Regions from separate parts of the Zea mays genome. Here all the other regions are linked to region 1. A link is a contact called in public Hi-C data. All regions are on one chromosome and are shown on one strand. The core of a region is the stretch at or near the end of the contact, and the rest is flanking DNA. Distances in the headings are between cores, read along the strand shown.

Region 1 (2,930 bases), core at 218-2,717:
TCGCTTTGGTGAAAATCGTTCAAATCAACGTGAACACAGAATCCGCCGAGTCGTCGTGATGGGAGGAATCTGTCACTTCCTAGATCCTAAACCCTATAGACCCCTTCATCTTCCTCTGCACGTAAGCCCAACAATATTCAGATTCTCACAAATCCAGATTATCATAAAAGCTATACCAAACATACATAAGATATATCAAGATAAACAATAATGAGTCAAATTCAGATAATGGTGGACTGCTCCGCCAAAAAACTACCACATGACAACACGAATAGTCTCGTGAACAATTTAAAACAAATTAGGTTTACTTGAAAAACATCAATGTGTCATAATATCATAAAAAATAAACATGTAATGAAATGACCATAAAAGCAGCTTCCATTTCCGAAGTGACAATGGCTCATAAAAAAACAGGACATGCAGAAATCATGGTAACATATTCTTTTTCTACAGCATTATGGGATCGGAATCACACTCCACCACAACAAAACTGGAGGCATATAAACAAGCGAAGAGGAACAATCTATAAGGAACTTGCTTCTGAGCATCAGATGATCAAAGAGCAGCAAGTATTCTAATCTAATGAAATTCAAGGACCAAAATATTTCGATGCATATGCAAGGAAATACACATGCCTCCAATGCTCACCTCCATCTTAGAGGCCAGTGCCCGTTGCTCCCATCCCTCCGCGCATCCTCCACCGCACCCTTCCACTGATTCCTACACAGCAGAAACAGTACACATCAATCACCAAACCAAACTGCAGCATCGGCTGTAAAATCACATTAAAAACACATGAAATCTTCTGGATTGGAGACTGAAATTCGATTCAGAGGAATTGATATGTTCAATAGGGAAACCTAAATCAAACTAAAACTGACGTACATATTCGATCAAATTCGATTCGACTGTCATCTTACAAAAGACGAGTGAGGAAACCTGAATCATAACCCCGCACAACCATGTGCCGTTTGCAAAACTTCAAATCTACGAGCTCCTAGCACATCGAGTACAATCAAAAAAACAGACGCATCTTCTCGTCTCATCCTATTGAGGAAACTAACAACCACCCCAAGTCCCCAACAATAACGCGTACGCTACAGCACCGTGGTGGATGCCACACAACGCACCTCTGGAGCTGCCATATCTTTGTGCCGCGTGCGATCGTAGAGATCCCTCATGCTACGCTCCTGCGGAGCCCTCATTACCCTCCCTCCGCCCCCGCCGATCGGCCAGGCCTCCGGCCCTAACTCCCAGCGTGGGCAGCGAGCAGACTCGGCTCTTCTTCCATCCTACGGCGAGAGACAGGGTGCGGCTAGGAGAAGGAAACTAAGACGTGGGGGATTAGATTGGGTGGGGTTCGCTCAGCTCTGGCGTGGCGAGTAAGCAGCAGCGCCGCGGAGGAGCACAGGAGGAAGAGAGGAAGGCGAGGAGACGAGACAGACCAGTACTGGTGGTATAGCGCTTAGAAATTGGGAAAATTGGACCAAATATTTAATTTTAGAAAACTAACACTGTCCGTTAGTTTATTTTACCATTCAGGTTAATTCAAAGTTAACTTCTAATTCTAAAAACAATCGGATAAATATAGTTGAACTCACTGAGGTCGACTTTTGGCACGGCTTTATCTTTTTCAGAAATAATTCTAGGTGCTAGTTTGGAAACCACAGAACCAAAGTAGGTTAGAGGGGCTACAATCCCCAGCCTCCTCCGGTTTTGTGGCTCCCAATCTAGTTCTAGATTTGTCTTCTATAGTAAGCATCTTTTACGAAGGAGCCAAACCATTACCAAATATCATTTGACAATATAGTTTAACTGTTTTGCAAAATAAACCCTTTGGTGCTGGTGCTGGTGCTGGCGCGACCGCAGACAGTGGCCATGCTTGACCTTAATTTGGAATTGCATCCCTGCTGCCTGCTGACTTTGCACATCTCCGTTAGCCTTGGCGAAGTAGTTGGTGTGAGAGCCACCTCTATGGTGTTGTTCTGCTAGAGGTCGTACGTGGTGGCATTGATAGTCTGCACCACCGATGAGTTGTTGTTCGTCTTGAAAATTAAGGAAAAAAACTAACAGATGGAGGCGATGTTCATCTGAACGAAACAGAAAAAGATAGCGACGAACCAAAAAAAGATAATGATTTGTTTAATGAGATCTTAATGTATTTGGTGGAAGGGGTGTTGGACCTGCTGACAGGCGGTAGACAAAGCACTTAGAGACATAATAGGACTTAGGTGCACGACAAAATATTAGGTAGGAAACTGTAGCGTCTTGTTGTGTCCCATTCATCTATAGAACGGGGGTGTTGATAGGGCATTGGGGCAGGTAGACTTAAGTGCAATTATGCTCGGGTTACCTTTACCTGGTACATCCTCGAAATATTCCATACAACGGGGTCATTACAGTATAATAAAACTCATCGACCCAACCACACCTAATACTCTACCCCTCTTGGGGGCTTACAAGTGGGCCACCATTGCTGGGTGAAGCTTGAGCCTCGTAGAGGTGGCCTAAGGTCTTCGCGCTTGGTTGTACTCTTCACCTTGTGGTGACCGTCGAAGACGCCTCTACTAGGATCTTGCCTTCACTTGCCGAGAGGCCTTCGTCCATGGCGGCTTAGAGGGTGACGACCCCCTTCTAGTGCGGTCCTCTGTAACATCCTCAATTTTAGGGTATAAAAATTTCTTTGCTCTATACTCAAAATTCAGGTGTTACTCTTTCCTTTCTTCGCTTTTCTTTCCCTTTACTAAAATAATAGAGAGTTACTTTGTTCTATGTTGGCGTGAGCCCTAGAAGTGCTTTGGTTGTTGCATTCATGTTGTTGCATAGTGTTTCTAAGTGCAAGAAGTGTTTGAAACATGTTAATATATCTTGTAGAAGTTTCCAGTAAATTTTCATATTTTTCTGAATATTTTTCTATTTTCTGAGAACCA
Region 2 (2,930 bases), core at 145-2,644, 480 kb after region 1:
GTTAAAAGTAGCCGTTGGAGCTTCCGAAGATGGCGCACCGGACAGCCCGTGCTCGCTTGTCGTATTTTGGCCATAACTTTTAGCTCCGAACTCCGATTTCGATGATCTTGTACTTTTTGGAAAGCTTATGAAATTCTCTACATCCCAGAGTTGAAGCCATACCAGTTTGAGCAAATGTGGCACACCGGACATCCCATATGCTGCTCTTGTCTTTTCAGCAATTCCGACTCCGTATTGTGGGCATAACTTTTAGCTCCGAACTCCGATTTTGATGATCTTAGACTTTTTTGAAAGCTTATAAAATTATCTACATCTCAGAGTTGAAGCCATGTCAGTTTGAGTAGATTTGTTTTTGTGAAACACTTCCAATTCAGTCAGCCCTTACTCTCAACTTTGTCAAGTTCACTTTTGTTTTGCATCTTTGTATCTCACTTCTACTTCTTGATGTGTTGGACTCTTAGCATGTATAAAGTGTCTTCAATATGACTTTGTAATGTCTTATATGGGTATTATAATGTCTTCTTTTAGGTGTTGCATCCTCAGAGCCTCAGTCCAATCCACTTCGCATCCTGTGAACTACAACACACAAACACTTGGAAAATACATTAGTTCACAGGTTGTGTTAATCATCAAACACCAAAATCTATTAAGCCAAATGGACCAGGGTCCATTTTCCTTACACATGTAAACACCAAAATCACCAACAAGAGTTGCATTCATTCATAAACCGTTTTTACTAAATGAACATCGTATACTCTAAAGATGGTAGTTGAATCTACGGGTCTAAATATCCACCAATGTCACGCATGCAAAGGTCGTGTTCTGTTGCATGATGGTAGGGGATCGAAGGAGATTAAATCACTTTATATTTGAATTTAATTTTTTTTTAATCTTTTTCAATCTACTCATAACCAAACAAGCCTGTGGAGTGCGCAAGGTGACAAATTACACCTACACTACATGGCTCATCAAGTTAGGACCTACATGCAGGTGTTAGATCACACCGCAGGTTGCTTATCGGGGCCCAAAACATAAGAAATATCTCATATAACTAAGTATTCATGTCCGATTGCTAATAACATGTTTATCGCCTAGGTATTAAGTTTTTAGTCCATTTCAAAAACTTTAAAAATTATATGGCAGCTATGTTGTAGATGAATAAATGTGATATATAAATGAACTTTGCTTGTTTTTTAACTTTCTATATTTATTATTATCAGGGGCGGTGCGAACTCCCGGGCGGGACGGGCTGACACCCGGGCTCTGTTTCACCGTACGCACTAGTACTACTTCAAAACTTCAGCCACGCTGTCATTCGGTCCAACTTCCAAGCATTAGCATTAGGCAATATACATGAGTGTTAATCATGGGCCAGGCCGACTCGCTGAGCGAGATCGCGGCCCAAGCGTTGCTGCCTGTTGCAACACGGTGCACGCGCAGGTGCTGTCCAGTCCAAGAGTCAGTCCAAGAGTCGCCATAGCGCCTCCTCGGCTCCTCCTGCTCTCGGTCTCGCGATCAGGTTACCCTCGAGCAGTCGAGCGCACGCTGGCACCGCGGCAGCGAGCAGCAGGGTGGCAGCAGCAGGCAGTAGTCCGGCACCAGCAGAGCAGGTTACCCTCAGGCCTCGGCATTATTAGCAGTCTTCTTTACCGTGTTGAGCTATTCTTTGTTATAATTGATCAAATTTGTGCTGATATGAATCATTGGTTTGGTGAAGCAACTATTGAGATATTGACATGTTTTTCATGTCTTGGTCCAAAGAACAATTTCTCTAGATTTGATGCCAACAAGATTATTCGGCTTGTTGAAATTTATGATGCTGATTTCTTCAATATTGATCGTACAATGCTTTCACAACAACTTGAGACTTATATTCTTCATGTTAGAAGGCATGCAGCTTTTGCTACTTGTAAATATGTTACAAGTTTAGCTACAAATATGGTTGAAATAGAAAATCACTTGGTTTTTCCATTGGTGTACAAACTAATTGAGGTAGCTTTGTTATTGCATGTTTCAAGTGCATCTGTTGAAAGATCTTTCTCAGCAATGAAGATTATCAAGACTAAATTGTGCAACAAGATCAATGATGATTGGTTCAATCACTTAATGGTATGTTACATCGAAAGAGAGATATTTAAGAGTCTTGATAATGTTTGAATCATAAGATTCCAAGGCATAAAGACTAGAAAAATGAATTTACCTCGTGGGGTGAATTAGCGGTATGCCATTATCTGATGCATTTCAATACTTTAACTGCTCAACTTAAATATATTTTTTAAACTTTAATGCTATATAATGTGCTAATCAAATATATTTATATTGAAGGGTTTCTTTTTAAGAATTATGATTATGGTATATCATGTATCGCCGCGTTTTGTTATGCAAACTATTCAAATTCTTCTACATTTTTGAGCATTTTTAAGAGGTATCTATATCTATACTATACTTAAAGCACCAGTTTCAACGCTCGTCACGCGTTATTTTTTTACAAATAACCCCTCAGCTATTTTAAATTAATCTGTCGCACGTCTATAGATACCAAATGGCTGCCCAGTATGGGCCAGACGCCCGCGGGCTACAACTCTGGCCCATGCACGTCATGCCAGCCTGTTGACTGTGCCGGACCAGCCCTTTAGCCCGTCGGCCCATTTGATTATATCAGCGTAAAATGTTAAAAAGAAGGTGGGGTTCGAACACATGCCCTGATGGATGAAGGGACGGGTGAGAGCACCTAGAGGGGGGGTGAATAGGTGATCCTGTAAAACTTCAAAACTTAAGCCACAAAAACTTGTTAAGTGTTAGCACAATTATGGCCAAGTGGCTAGAGAGGAGTCAAAACACAATAACCACAAGAAATCAATCACAGAGATGACACGGTGGTTATCCCGTGGTTCGGCCAAGTACAAAACTTGCCTACTCCACGTTGTGGC
Region 3 (2,930 bases), core at 253-2,752, 350 kb after region 1:
CGGGAATCTGACGAACACCCACGCCACGCGAGCTCACAGCCTGCCGGGCTTCCCAACGGCATGGCAGAACAGAGCACAAAGGTCACAGCAAGCACAGGTGACTTGGCCTTCTGGCAAGAAGCCATACATGACATGCGTACTCCCTACGACCATACATGACTTGGCCTTCATAGAGGAGATGCGCCGACTCGCAGATCTACGCCATACGACCAGCGACGGCAAGCCGGCAAGGATGCATGCAACAAAAGTTTTGAAAGTTGAACAAGATCTGTGAATCTTACCTCGCCGGCCTTGACGGTGAGGATGTGAGGGGTGAAGGCGATGCCCCAGGAGCCTGCACGAGCGAAGAAAGGAGCACAGCACTGGTGAGATAGGGCGCGCGCAAGAAGCATGTACGAAGGGATTTTAGCACGGGAGAGAAACATGTACCCAAGGCTTCGAACTGCTTCTTCTTGCCAGAGCCGGGAGGCCGGCCGCGGCGCTTGGCGTTGGGGTCGGACGGGGGGCTGCTGATGGAGAACCCGCCGCCGTGCTGCTGCTGTCCGGGGGCTGCGGCGCCGCCGGCTGAGGCGGAGGAGATGGGGGCCAGCGCCAGAGCCATGCTCCCGTCGGGCGCGTACTTGCGCGGCCGGCCGCGCTTCTTGCGCATCAGCTCGCCCATGCCCAGCACATTGGCCCCCGGTGCGCCCGCGCCCGCGGCGGACTGCGGTGGTGGCACCGTGTACAGCATGGGCGCGGAGTGGTGGTGCTGCTCCCCGGGCGCCTTCCCGGACATCTGGTCGAACGAGAGCCGCATGCCGCCGGGCATGGACGCGGCAGGCGACGGAACCGGGGCCGCCTGCTGCGCGAACGGCGGCGGCGGATGGTGCTGGTGCTGGTGCTGCGGCGGCGCCATAGAAGAAGGGGCCGGCGGAGGCGGTTGAGAGGTCGGTGCAGGCACGGGCGCCGCGGTGGTGGTGGTGGCGGCGGCGAGCGGCGACACGTCCTTGGTCTCCATTTGCGTAGATCTATCGGCTTGGCAGCTTCCGCCCCTTCGTCTTGTCGCCGCTGACGCTGTGCTTCACAGTGGCAGGGGTCCTGTCGGTCGAGCTTGCACTCACAGCACAACGAGGCTCTCAGCTTTGACCAGACAAGCTGAGCTGATCAGAGACCTTGTCCTTCTCCTCCCAGCACTGCAAGGGGCTCAGCAAGGCTAGGTAAGACTAGAGCACTAGCGGTAACATGGAGATTAAAAGCGAGAGAGCACACCCTTTTAGTCTCAGCTACTAGTAGTAGTTAGCTATGAGTTGCTCACAAGAGATAATTTTTAAAATCTGGAGCTAGGAGACGGATAAAAAAAATCAAGGGAGGAAAGCGGAAAGCACGGTAGGGAGGGAGATTTGGTGGAAGTTAGGAAGGGGAGGTGTGTCTGATGCCCCGCGCGCACGCCTGTACGGTACCTAGGGGCAAAGTGATTAGAGATCGGCAGGGAGGGGAGCAAGCAGCAGGTCCATCACCATTCCATGACCCGCTTCGTCCTCCTTCCAGGTCCAAGTCCACATTTCACACCAAACGCCACTCACTCACTCTGCTCCTCTTGGCCTCTTGCTTTCTTGTTTCGCATGCAATGGGGAGAGATGGATGGTAGTAGCTCGACCTCGAGGGAAAAAATTCCATACATGCGTGCTGCAGAGCGATATCTGTGCAGCACTTACCGGATTGATGCCACGTGTTCATTTATTAATCTCAAAGCAATCTTTCGGATCGGCTGGCCACACTAATTTAATGTTAAAAGGAGCCAACGTTTGGAGCCAGCTGCCAGCCGTACAAGCAAATAAGCCATCTACTTTTTTTCATGCCCTACACAAACGAGCGCCGCCATTCCTTGCGTACCGCAAACACACAGCCCTAGAGGGACGATTGCATCCATGGAAGAGTACAGCGATCCTGCCGCCGCCACCACGAATATCATGTCCCAGCTGCAACCCTTGCTATGTGACGTCCCTACCCAAATCGTCGATCCATCTGATCATGAAGAGGCGACACTGCAGGTACTGTCATCATTAGTTCTTTTGATCATTGTACTTTTTCCGTCTATTTAGTTTGTCTATTTGACTGTAATTCCCACATTTGCATAGAACATTGAGTGTATAAACACCGAAGTAAATATTGTTGGCGCTATCGATACTAACATTCAAGGCAAGGAGAACACGATTCCAGAAGTGGTGACATATAAGGTGATTTTATTCTAAACGTATTTTGCAATAAATTTCCGTACTGTTGTAACGTGACTTTATTCTAAACGTATTTTGCAATAGAAGGTTGATCCAGTTGGACCAGCTGTGATTGTTCCTAAAGTAGGAATGTATTTTGACTCTGAGAAAGAAGCTTATGAGATGTACAATGCTTATGCATGTATGGTTGGGTTTAGTATTAGAAAGAGTGATACAAGACGTCGACCAGATAAAACTATATTTCAGAAACATATAGTTTGCAGCAACCAAGGTAATAGAAAAAATGAGCCATCACAATCAACTACAAGGACAGGTTGCAAAGCTCGTGTCCAGTTTAGCATTAGCAGGGAAGGGGTTTGGACAGTGCAAAAAGTTGAACTTGAACACAATCATACCCTCGCTAGTCCGAACAAGGCACACAAGTTAAGGTCCCAACGACATGTTATTGAAGCGGACAGACAACTCATTAGCCAAATACGGGAAGCTGGAATGAGACCAACGCAAGTGTATGAATTTATGAAGCAATTTTATGGAGGTGCTGATAAAGTTCCATTCTCGAGGATGGATTGTAATAATGAGATCGGTCGCGAACGAAAGAAATATTTAGAATCCAATGATGCACAAACACTATTGGAATACTTGAAGAATAAGCAAATAGAGGATCATGCATTTTTTTATGCCATTGAAATAGATTTGGAAGAAGGTGAGCAATATGGT

What was found. Hi-C and Micro-C count contacts between places; a contact is called where the count stands out from the background.
Region 2: a Hi-C map of leaf shows a contact between it and region 1, with 5 times the contacts expected there. The contact joins the enhancer-like site here to the promoter of LOC103637710 in region 1. A contact is called at or near these places in 3 of 25 Hi-C or Micro-C datasets (endosperm, leaf and tassel).
Region 3: a contact with region 1 is called in a Hi-C map of ear, with 4 times the contacts expected there. The contact joins the promoter of LOC100282073 here to the promoter of LOC103637710 in region 1. A contact is called at or near these places in 8 of 25 Hi-C or Micro-C datasets (bundle sheath, ear, endosperm and 3 more).

The regions. Positions count from the first base shown.
Region 1 is chr1:101,799,775-101,802,704 of Zm-B73-REFERENCE-NAM-5.0, reverse strand. LOC103637710 reads right to left here and starts at 1,467. Exons shown (of 11, transcript XM_008660420.2): 1 at 1,131-1,467; 2 at 649-720. The coding sequence starts at 1,205.
Region 2 is chr1:101,323,150-101,326,079 of Zm-B73-REFERENCE-NAM-5.0, reverse strand. No RefSeq gene overlaps it. Among protein-coding and RNA genes, the nearest start is that of LOC103637703, 18 kb to the right of the region's middle. Within about 2 kb of position 1,394, at least 16 of the 20 cell types and tissues checked have an H3K27ac peak or open chromatin away from gene starts, as enhancers often do. A contact at or near this core is called in endosperm, leaf and tassel, where this site is marked.
Region 3 is chr1:101,449,012-101,451,941 of Zm-B73-REFERENCE-NAM-5.0, reverse strand. LOC100282073 (AT-hook protein 1) reads right to left here and starts at 1,502. Exons shown (of 6, transcript NM_001154986.1): 1 at 1,249-1,502; 2 at 430-1,172; 3 at 282-334. The coding sequence starts at 997. LOC103637704 (protein FAR1-RELATED SEQUENCE 5-like) reads left to right here and starts at 1,726. Exons shown (of 5, transcript XM_008660389.1): 1 at 1,726-2,030; 2 at 2,118-2,216; 3 at 2,298-2,930. The coding sequence starts at 1,908.